Regions from separate parts of the Gasterosteus aculeatus genome. Here region 1 is linked to region 2. A link is a contact called in public Hi-C data. All regions are on one chromosome and are shown on one strand. Each heading gives the region's core, a stretch centred on a gene start, on an enhancer-like site or on the middle of the called end of the contact. The rest is flanking DNA. Distances are from core to core; before and after follow the strand shown. Region 1 overlaps scn3b (sodium channel, voltage-gated, type III, beta). Region 2 holds the start of LOC144388346.

Region 1 (4,984 bases), core at 692-3,191, 40 kb after region 2:
AAAATAAAATGAGCCATCAATGAATCAGAAATGAAAGCCGCATGAAATCAATTAGTTACATACATAAATTGCTAAATAAAAGGTCATTTGAAAATAAAGGCAAAAGTTAAGGAGTGGCTGTTATTGACCAGTATGACACGCTCGTCTCACGGTGAGAAACACCACCCACTCGAAAAGGCCGTCTTGTGGGCTTCTCAGCTACTCAGGCTTAAAGGTTATGTGGGCTACCGAAACATTCTGAGGTTACATTTTGCAATGTTACTGAAAGGAAAGATAAAACGCAACCTGGGAAAGACTTGCGGGATTAAGGCTCCGTTTTAAATAAACTGACAGAGGTAGAAAATCGTTTTAACTATAATGGATTTGACTTTCTCTATTGAAATGGGAACATAATTCATGTTACTATATGAGGTTTTTGTTTCTTTCTGATGATAACAAGCCCCCCAAAGAATGTCCACAGTCCCACAAGGAAACAGTGAGCCGTTAAACCACTGTTCAAACATTAATCTGCACTATTTTGAAGTATTTGGGGATGGAAAGTGTCCCACCACCAGGTCTTAGAAAGCTGTTTCTGTTTTTATACCGATCCGCCTGCAGGACAAACTACCTAGCCATCCCTTCTGAGCAGAAGGACAACCCAGCCGCTCCTGTTACCGAATAAAAGCTGTTGTCAGTGACACGGTATTTTACATGTGAATCTCTCAATCTGATCCCGATCAGTGAAATCATCCCTCTCTTTCTCTCTCAATTCACAGTTTCCTTCTCTTTTAGATTCATAACTCATGTGAAACTTTGCAAGTCCTGTTGCATCAGCACCCTCTGTGTGTGTCCTCTTGATTGTTCCCTTTGCCATTTATGGAAATGTCTCCTGATCACTACCTCACTATTTGTTCTCTCTCCATTCAGTGTACATAGTTCAATATAAATCATGACAAGTACATGCAATAAAAAACACTCCTCAGTGCATATAAAGTTAATACATGTTAGCAATCTGAATTGTACAGCATTAGCATGCATATGAAGTAGGGTTCCAGAGTTATAATAACCCTAAAGGACACAGTTGTTTATGTTAATTTCCTGTTGATGTTGACTTTGCATATTGTTTCATTTCGCAGTGTGCAATTTACCATTGTTTGTTTTTACGCATAAATCATTTAATTGTTGAGTATGATGTACTTCTCTGCTCTCTTTAGATATTAACCAATCACGATGGAACTTGGACGACAGCAGAAGGCAAAGAGTCCACCAGCTGGACAGAGCCACTTGGAAGGTTTCATCACTCCCAAACAGCCATGGGAATCTGGCCCAAAAAGTGCTGCTTTTTCTCCTAATGTACTCTTATTTCTTTAACTTTCATACCAGGCATCTTACATGAATTGTTTTGTCAAATGCAGCAGGTTAAAGAACACAAATATCAGTGCCCTGCACAATATTATCAGATAAATGCCGTCTGTGCTTTGCCGTCGACTTTGTTCTCAGTAGTTAGTGGTGCCACTGGGACTTATAACCTCAAAACAAGAGAAATGATCCAATGAAAGAAACTGTCCTCTTGGCTGTTATATACAACTTGTGTACAGACTCTGCAGTTCTCGTTAAGTTAATTTTGTATCATTACAATTTATAGGCCGTGCCTGGATTTTATTCGTTCGTTTATTCGCCAACGTCTTTTTATGACAGTGGATGGAGCGTTTATACTGTATGAATGTGCAATTGTCTCTGTTGTACTGTGTGCATCGGTGAAACCGCAATGTAATGGAACAATAGAGATATTTGTATTGTATTTGGTGAATCTATGTGAGTCAATCTAAATTCCTCTAGAGGTCGTTAGGTATAAAAATGTTACATGTGTTCAGTACTGACGTCAAATTAAATCGAGGTTAAGTCTTACTTAAACTGTGGCTGGTGTTCTATAACAGCATTGCTATTGAGATGAAATGTGCGTGCAGCTGTATAGAAATGTGCATATTATTTCATCCAAAAAATGTGTGCGTGAGCTCCTATTGAACTATTAAATGCAATGCTTTTGTGTTGAAGCACTGTTTACTGAAAAGTTCTTACTAATGTTTAATTGTAAGTGCAGATGTTATTGGAATTACGCAGCAATTGAGTCCACTTGAATGGTGAGAGGAAAATACAATATCTACTTTCAGCACCATCTGTCTTATGTTCTTCTTATTATCTTTGGCTCTAGTGCTAATGAAATGTAAGACATGGGCTAAAAAACAACACAATAAGGAGCTGTTGTTTCCAGCTCCCATTAGTGCAGAAAAACAGCTAACGAATAAGCATTTCAATTTTCATTTACTTTTTAATGTCTGTCTAATAAAGCTGAAACAAAGCATAGGGTTATTTGGCGGAAGCAGAGCTGGTGCAGAAAAGCAGGAACAAAGATAAAGGGGAACTGTCAAAGGGAGGTGATGTACATTGCACTTTTAACTAGCCGTGACCCACAGCAGAGACGGATATAGCAGCAGCTGTTGTTATAGCAACCCAGGCATGCCTATAGTGAGGTAGATTGCCTGAGAAAGAAATTACTATGTGAGTTGGTTTATTACTTACCATGCATAAAATATATACAGAAGACACCAGTCCCCCAGCGTGCTTCACTAATAGAGGCTTAATAGACAGAAGAAATACCTACCAAGGCCAGATAAATTGTCTGAATAGCAAATTGTTCATGTAAAAAGTGAAACCGTTATCCATCAATCAAGTGGCCACAGATTCTGCAACACATTCCATAAACTCTGCAACAGTATGAACAGAATTACGGCTTTGCGATGCATAATAAAAGTGTACCTCCCCAAGGATATAACCCAATAAAATGGCCTACATTCTATCAATATGCGCCCCAACTGCCCTCTGTACTCTAGTATCATATCAAACCAAAAGTGTGAATTAGCCTTAACAATAAATACAATCGGTAGTAATTATTTTGCTCAATAATGGAATGGAATCTAATCACATGCTATGTCAGCACTGACATAGCATGTGATTAGATTGTCAACAAACAAGCACAAAGCTCCTAACACATGAACTTGGGGAACAATTTGAATAATGATCATTTTCTGGAGGTGTACATTTCTGAGATCAATTTGGATCAAATTGACCCAAATGGTAAAAGATGTTAGTAAATGTTAAGGTAACAGGGGCGTTTATATCCCATTCACATAGCAAAGCAGTCGGCAAACACATTGTACAATACATGCAAGGCGCTATGTATTTAATGCGTAGACATATGTTTTTGCCTGAAAAGAGTTGCAGCTTTTCTTTTCAACCTTCCATCGTTAAATATTACCTTGAATCATAATTCATGTAATCTGCAAGTCACAATGCGTATCCATCAATGGAGGGTCTTTGTCTCCCCCTAGTGTAAAGCACATTATGTCACTCAACGTCTACATGAAATCAAAGAAAATTCTTGAATCTCCTTCACACACACACACACACACACACACACACACACACATGCACTAAACATGAAGAAATGATGAAGAAAGGGATTCGCTCTTTGGAAGTTGCTCAGGATTTTTTGAGATTTTATTTTTTATTGGTGAGATGCTTGACTGCCGGTGATCATTCAACATGCTGTATGCTCCCAGACATCTGCAGTCATTCAGAAACTCAGGCCATCAATTGTAGTGGATCGATAGCCCCTTTGCTAGGGTTAAGTTCGGTTTAAACATGAACAAGTCATGATTGATGGGAACACATATAAATCATACAAATACAAAGGAAACATTACGTCTAATTTTAACAACTGTCAAACCTCCCATTTTCCACCTCTCCCCCTTAGGGGTTAACCCTCTGTGTGGCTCCACTCTTGTGAAGTTATATTCAGAGCATGGTATCGGACCAATTTGGAGCCAAGAAGGTGTTGCAACAGGAATTTATCAGGCCGCCAATTTCCATTTCTTTCTTTCACTGAAGACTAGTGCACACATTTCCAATAGCGGGACAGAAATGGACTCCATGGAGTCCTTGCAAAGAAAGCTTTTACTGAGACGCCTTGTAATTCTGAATCCCCACAAACAATTCATAGTTCGATATTTTTACATATAAATATGGTCAGTACAACAGTTTTTGAATTCCTAACCATCTCTCTTTCATAGACATACATTAAACTGGGATTCATGGGGTCCGAAGAGACGTAATGACAGACCACTTTCCTCTAATCAGGCCGGTTGATAATGAATCAGTAATTACTCAACCTTTAAAAACAAATGATGAGAAAAAACAGAAAACTATACAGCTTACCTTGAAAGCTAAGCTGATTCATGAATGTAAAGGTTCAGCTTAGCTCGGCATTACAACAGGAAACAGAAGCCCGGTGCGGTCTGAAGGTGTCAAAAATTCTATCTATTGTATTTTAGAGAAATTGCTGAAACACCGCTGCAAGGTCATGCAGAGAAAAGTAGCTCCAGACAGCTCTCTCAGAATGAAAACTAAATTCTACTGATCACTATTAGTCCTTTTGAATGCGGATTGTCAGCAAAGTTCTACTTATACTTTTAATTGGCAATTAAAAGTCCATTCTTATTATGGAAACACAAATCTGCTGGCAAAAACATCATTCTAGTGTTTATTGTGTTTTTTTCCAGCTGTTTAATTGAACCTGACCAACGTTGAAGCACCTCCGGAGAACCTTTCCACTTAAATTTAGCACAATCTGGTAAGGGACAATTTACCGACGCAGTGAATTATTCCTGAGTGTCCGTATAAGTACACCAACCTTGCTGTTACGGAGTTGTTATCTTCCCCCTGTGGTGTCATTGGCATTAACAGAACAAAGAGGGAGATGTGTTTGACAAGTAGAGCAACCTCACTCCTGAGTGAGACGCCTTGATTCTCAGAAATATGAATTTACGGTCAAGTAATCTATCCAACCTTGTCGGGTATTTCCGTTTCTTTGCCTCCTGTATCAAGCGGTATATTTTTTGTGTGTTCTCATTTCCAATAAGTCCTCCTGCCGATTCGCACAGATGGT
Region 2 (5,418 bases), core at 2,307-4,806:
AGTCTGGACAGCTGCCTGCCTTGTCCACCTGGACACTACTGTGAGAAGGAGAGGCTGACCAAAGTGTCTGGGAAATGCAAAGCTGGTCAGTTTGTTTGTTTTTGTGACCTTCACATCCATAAAGCCTTTTTGTTTTTAGGGGTTCTAAAGCAGTCTGCAAGGCCTCTGGGTGGCAAACAAAGAGTGCATGTTAAGATTAAAGCTTAACACTAGCTACATCTGTCAGCATTTTACTGCTTCTCTTTTTACAGTTTTCTTCTAGCATTCCAGCAGCAGCGGCAGCTTTTAGTTCATCTCAATGACCTAATGCACCGTCATTTTTACTTTCTGACGCTTGGGTTTAATTTCTCTCAGGTTGGTTCTGTGTGTCAGCAGCTTGGACCTCCCAGCCTTTCGATCTGGACAATTACACAAATGCCAACTGCCTTTGCCCAGCTACATCCACAGGGGGGCGCTGCCAAGTGGGCTTTTACTGCCCTTTAGGTAGCTCAGAGCCCGTGCCATGTCCACCTGGAGCCTTCTGTAACATCTCAGGTATTTTACAGGAATACAACACGTATTTGAATTCACTCAAAGACACATTGTAGTTTTTGCCAACATTACAAATTACATGACTTGACATGATATACAAACCAAAATTGCAGGATGTCAGCCTTGAGGTTTATAGTGTGTATCATTTCTCTGTATAAAAATATATATATATATATATATATATATATATATATTACCTATGTGACTTATGATGCTCAAAAGGTTTGGCTCGGCCGATGGGTCCCTGCTTCTCTGGGTATTACTGTGTGGGAGGAGCCACCGAGGCGAAGCCAACAGATGGAGAAACGGGCAGCATCTGTCCACCTGGGGCGTACTGCGGTAAGCCCTGCTTTACAGCATTGGAACGGTTTTAATACTAACCTACCAACAAACTTAAAGCATACTAAACAAGAAAAGTGAAGTAATTGTCAAAATGAACTGTGCCTTTGATCTTCAGATACCTGCCATCATATCGCCACCACACATTAAGTCCGCCCCTCAGAAATAAAGAGCAAAAAGTCTATTCGTAAGAATGTTTATATTGCTACATACTGTAGGGACTTTAGGGAAAAAAACGTTCCTTGGAATTGGAGTTATTTTTACAGCAAAAGGGCCTCTGTCTTTAACATTGCAGTCCAAAGACATGCAAATTAGGTGGACTAGAGACTGAAGTCGCTGTATGACTCAGGTGTACTTGACACCTTAAATTACTCATGGGTGTGAGTCATCCTGTGCCTGTTTTTTCAGCCTGTTGATACACTTGTAGGGTATCTGCACACTTTTTACTCAGTGCATCGTCTTAAAAACTTTTAGAATGAAATGAATGAAAGACTATATTAACCATTTCCCTTTTCAGTTGAGGGCTCAGGAGAGCCGGATTTGTGTCCAAGTGGTACTTTTTCCTCAGTGCCAGGTCTAAACAGTGAGGCTGGCTGTCAGAAATGCACTGCTGGTTTCTACTGCAAAGGAGCAGGTCTCAGAGCTCCGACTGGACCCTGCAGCCAAGGTGAATCCATGCGTTTAACGTTTTGGGCCGTAGCTACTTGAATAAACATCGGCGTGTTTGATGCATTGCTTAACACCTCTCCAAGCTCCTTTACATTTTTGCACCCTTGTCTGTACTGTGTCTCTTGTCACCTCGGTAGGGTTTTGGTGCCCACCAGGTCAGACTGTGCCTACAGCTCTGCCGTGTCCTCCAAGCCACTTCTGCTCACAGGGAAGTGCAGCTCCCGTTCCGTGCCCATCAGGAACCTACCAGGACAGAGAACAACAGTCAGCCTGTGCTGTCTGTGAAGCAGGTAGGGTAGCTTTATTCTCTCTTTTTTTCTTAGCACAAGCACAGTTTTACTTTATTTAAAACAAAAAATACAGGTTGACCTTGTGTCATTTTATGCTGAACAGGCTGTTATGAAACTCCCCCCTAAAGCACTCCAGCAGAGTTTAATTTATTGAAGTTGATGGCTTGTTCCAATGCATCTGTTCCACTTATTAAATAGCACTTTACTACATAGTTTTCTGTAAGAGTATTTTTAAATTTTATTTGATATTCCATTATCAAGTTTTCCCCATAGCGTTGATAATTTTAAAAAACATGTATTTCTTCTTTTTCAAGGTTACTACTGCGATTTGAGACGGTCCAATGTTTCTATTCTGAGGCCTTGCCCTGAAGGACACTACTGCCCTGCAGGTACAGCCCTGCCCAACCCCTGCCCCATAGGCTCCTTCAACCCCAGAGAGCGCACGCACAGTGTTGCAGGCTGCACGCCATGTGCTGCTGGACAGTACTGTCCTTTTGTAGGACTTTCAGAGCCGGCAGGTGAGAGAGAGAGAGAGAGGGAGTTGTCTTCTCTTGTTACTGTCTCGTTCATCCATTAAATAGTAGGTACCGCTATTTATGTGACGATGGAAAAAAAAAACATTTTAATGACCATGTCTGATCAGCAAATGGATGTTCATTGAGACGTGTATTTCCTATAAGCCTGTCTTTTCATGTTATACATTATGTTCTGCTATGGTTCATTGAGGTGTTAATGTAATGTCCAGTATGAGCTTACCCTGTGTCTATCTTCAGTAATTATTAACGGTTTTCCTAAATAGAAACTATCCAAACTTTATTGCAGACATCTTTGGATGTACTGTATTTGAGCTGTGACTTTAAAATGATGTGTTTTGATGTTCTTCCTCATATAGGATCTTGTAATGCTGGTCATTGGTGCAGAGGGGGGGCATCCTCTCCCAGTCCTCTGGATGGAGTCTCAGGTTCCTTGTGTCCACCTGGTCAATACTGCCCCACAGGTTACTGGCTTGCCGTCCTTTATCAACCAATCAGCCAGCCGCTCTGTCAGTACTGTGTACTGTTGATGCCTGAAATGTGACACGGTACAGGCGGTCCCCAATTTCAAAACAATAGTTTTAGAAATCCAGCGCTGATGCAGCTTTTTTTGCAGGCTAATGCAACCAAATTTATACCGTGTGAAGCTATTAACATTCTACCCCATTTTATCCAAGGGCTACAATGTGTTATTCATGCAAATCACCATTTGGTAGCCCAGGGGATGTGCTGACAACATTAGTCTTGTTATTTTGTAAGTTTTCTTAAAATGAATTTGTGCACTTGCTCGTTCTGACTTGGGGGCACTGACCTCTGCTTTAAAGACATTGCTGAAACGTGAACTCTGCTTTTTTTCTGCATGCAGCAATCGGATGCCTGAGTACCTCACTTATCTAGTTACACTTGAATTCTTCAAGTGTGTAAACCTTATTATATAACCCAATAACTGCATTGCTGTTGGCATCTTTTAATAGTCTCTTTTTCTGCATAGTCATCTGTTCAACGGAATTGAAAATGAGAGTTGAACTTCACGTCATCTTCACAGGCACCACAGCACCAATGGCCTGCCCTCAAGGAAGCTGGTCCAACGCCTCAGGTCTGCGTAAGCAGGAGGACTGCGCACCCTGTTTAGGGGGATTTTACTGCAACTCTGTCGGCCTCACCAAACCTAGTGGACCCTGCATCGGGGGGTACACCTTGCTCAGAAATTGATGTTCTTGCGCCCACGTTGTTGTTTGGAACTTCCTTGTATTCCTTCATTTTTTTTCATCCATGTCACAGAGTTTCCATGCTCTTATGTGTGTTACGCAGGTATTACTGCGTAGAGCGAGCCGTTACATCCGCCCCTACTGATGGAGTTACGGGCGGACCGTGTCCTGAGGGATACTACTGCCCAGAGGGCACTGTTCTACCTGTGCCCTGTGATCTAGGGACATATGCTGCTGTCACACATGCTACGCAGTGTGAGCCCTGTGTGCCAGGCTGGTACTGTGTGTCCGGCTCGCTTTCTTTGTGTCCTACAGGTGTGTAGCTTTCTGTTTGTATGCCTTTTCAAACCCTTAAACATAAGTTGTATGCTATTAAAATGAAGTTGTTGATTATCAAACAAAATACTTGATGAGTGAAAAAGCTGATCCAGCAAAATATTTTAATACATTTGCTGTAAGCCCCGAACCCTTTATGCCCATTCATATCCTTGTGTCTGTGCTGTGGCCTGCAGGCTTTTATTGTCCCGAAAGGACTGGATTTGACTTGAGAGGCTGTCCAGAGGGAACTTACGGCCCTGATCCTGGCTACTGGTCTGTTTCTCAGTGCAGGCAGTGTGACGGCGGCCATTACTGCTCTTCCAGAAATGGCACCGCTGTCACTGGACCATGTCATGAAGGATATTACTGCTCACATGGAAACACTTCTCCCCAACCTCAGTCCCAGGCTGCAGGTAAACAAACGTATTTTGCAGACACGGTCACACATTCAGAAAATAAAGTACAGTGTAATATGGGAATACCACAGTGGTTCTCCATCAGATAAACGACAGATTTGTTCCCTGTGTCTCTCACCAGAAAAGGGAGGAACATGTCCTGCCGGTCATTACTGCCCCCAGGCCACCGTCCATCCTCTGCCCTGTCCACGGGGAACTTTCACTAACCTCACCAAGTTGGTCTTCCAGGTCACTTTCACTCTCATGTATCCTTCTAAATTAGTGTAATTTTCTTCAGTTAGAATAAGATACAATGATGCATTGAATTGTGAACATTTGCAGGATGAATCAAATGCTCAACAAAAAATATTAATATATTCCCTATCTAATTCAAAACTCGTAATTCATAAAACATGATAATCGCATTTATAATCATTGCACATTGTAATTATGTGAATATGAATACATACATGATATATGTACTTTCAATTTGAAGACTGGGAATCAATTTTAAAACTGGAATTTAAATGGAATTACTGGCTAAATATTGCAATAACTCCCTCTCTCTTTCTCTGTGTCTTTCTCATTTCCTCTCTCAGGAGGATTGCCAGCCATGTCTTCCCGGTTACTATTGCGATGCTGTGGGGCTCTCGGGGCTTACAGGAAAATGCTGGGAAGGTTTCTACTGTGTGGGAGGTGCAGATCGCCCTGACCCTCCTTTGGGTCATAAGCACGGAGGGCCATGCCCAAAAGGTGATCAGAACCCTCTAAACTGGTGCTTCCTTCTTCTTTCTTGAATGAAAAAATTGTAAATGAGTGAAAACTGTGAAGAAAATTAATAAAAAGAGTCATTAGAATGACAATGTATTGAATGCAAAAGAAAGTGTGAATTGTAAAGCCCACAGTTATGTTGAATATTTGCATGATCCCAGAGCCAGATAATCTAACTGGTAAACAAACCTGAATTTTAGGTTTATAAGTTTAAACCTAAGAAGCTGTTATGTTTACACTGGAAACCAAACCCTGTCCCTGGTGAATCAAGCTGGTCTTTGTTTGTATACCTGTAAGTGTGCTTATCTTTCATGGCTTTTGCCCTTCACACAACCAGGTTATTTCTGTCCTGAGGGCTCTGCGG

Evidence for each region. A called contact is a pair of places that touch in the nucleus more often than the background predicts.
Region 1: a contact with region 2 is called in a Hi-C map of skeletal muscle, with 4 times the contacts expected there. The contact joins the enhancer-like site here to the promoter of LOC144388346 in region 2. A contact is called at or near these places in 2 of 6 Hi-C or Micro-C datasets (both in skeletal muscle).

The regions. Positions count from the first base shown.
Region 1 is chr1:9,418,155-9,423,138 of fGasAcu3.hap1.1, forward strand. scn3b (sodium channel, voltage-gated, type III, beta) reads left to right here. Exons shown (of 6, transcript XM_040185964.2): 5 at 598-681; 6 at 1,194-2,154. The coding sequence ends at 661. Among protein-coding and RNA genes, the nearest start is that of scn3b, 8.7 kb to the left of the region's middle. Within about 2 kb of position 1,942, at least 1 of the 9 cell types and tissues checked has open chromatin away from gene starts, as enhancers often do.
Region 2 is chr1:9,376,923-9,382,340 of fGasAcu3.hap1.1, forward strand. It overlaps LOC144388346, which reads left to right and starts at 3,557. Exons shown (of 15, transcript XM_078089076.1): 1 at 3,557-3,885; 2 at 4,083-4,301; 3 at 4,426-4,532; 4 at 4,883-5,036; 5 at 5,392-5,418. The coding sequence starts at 3,651.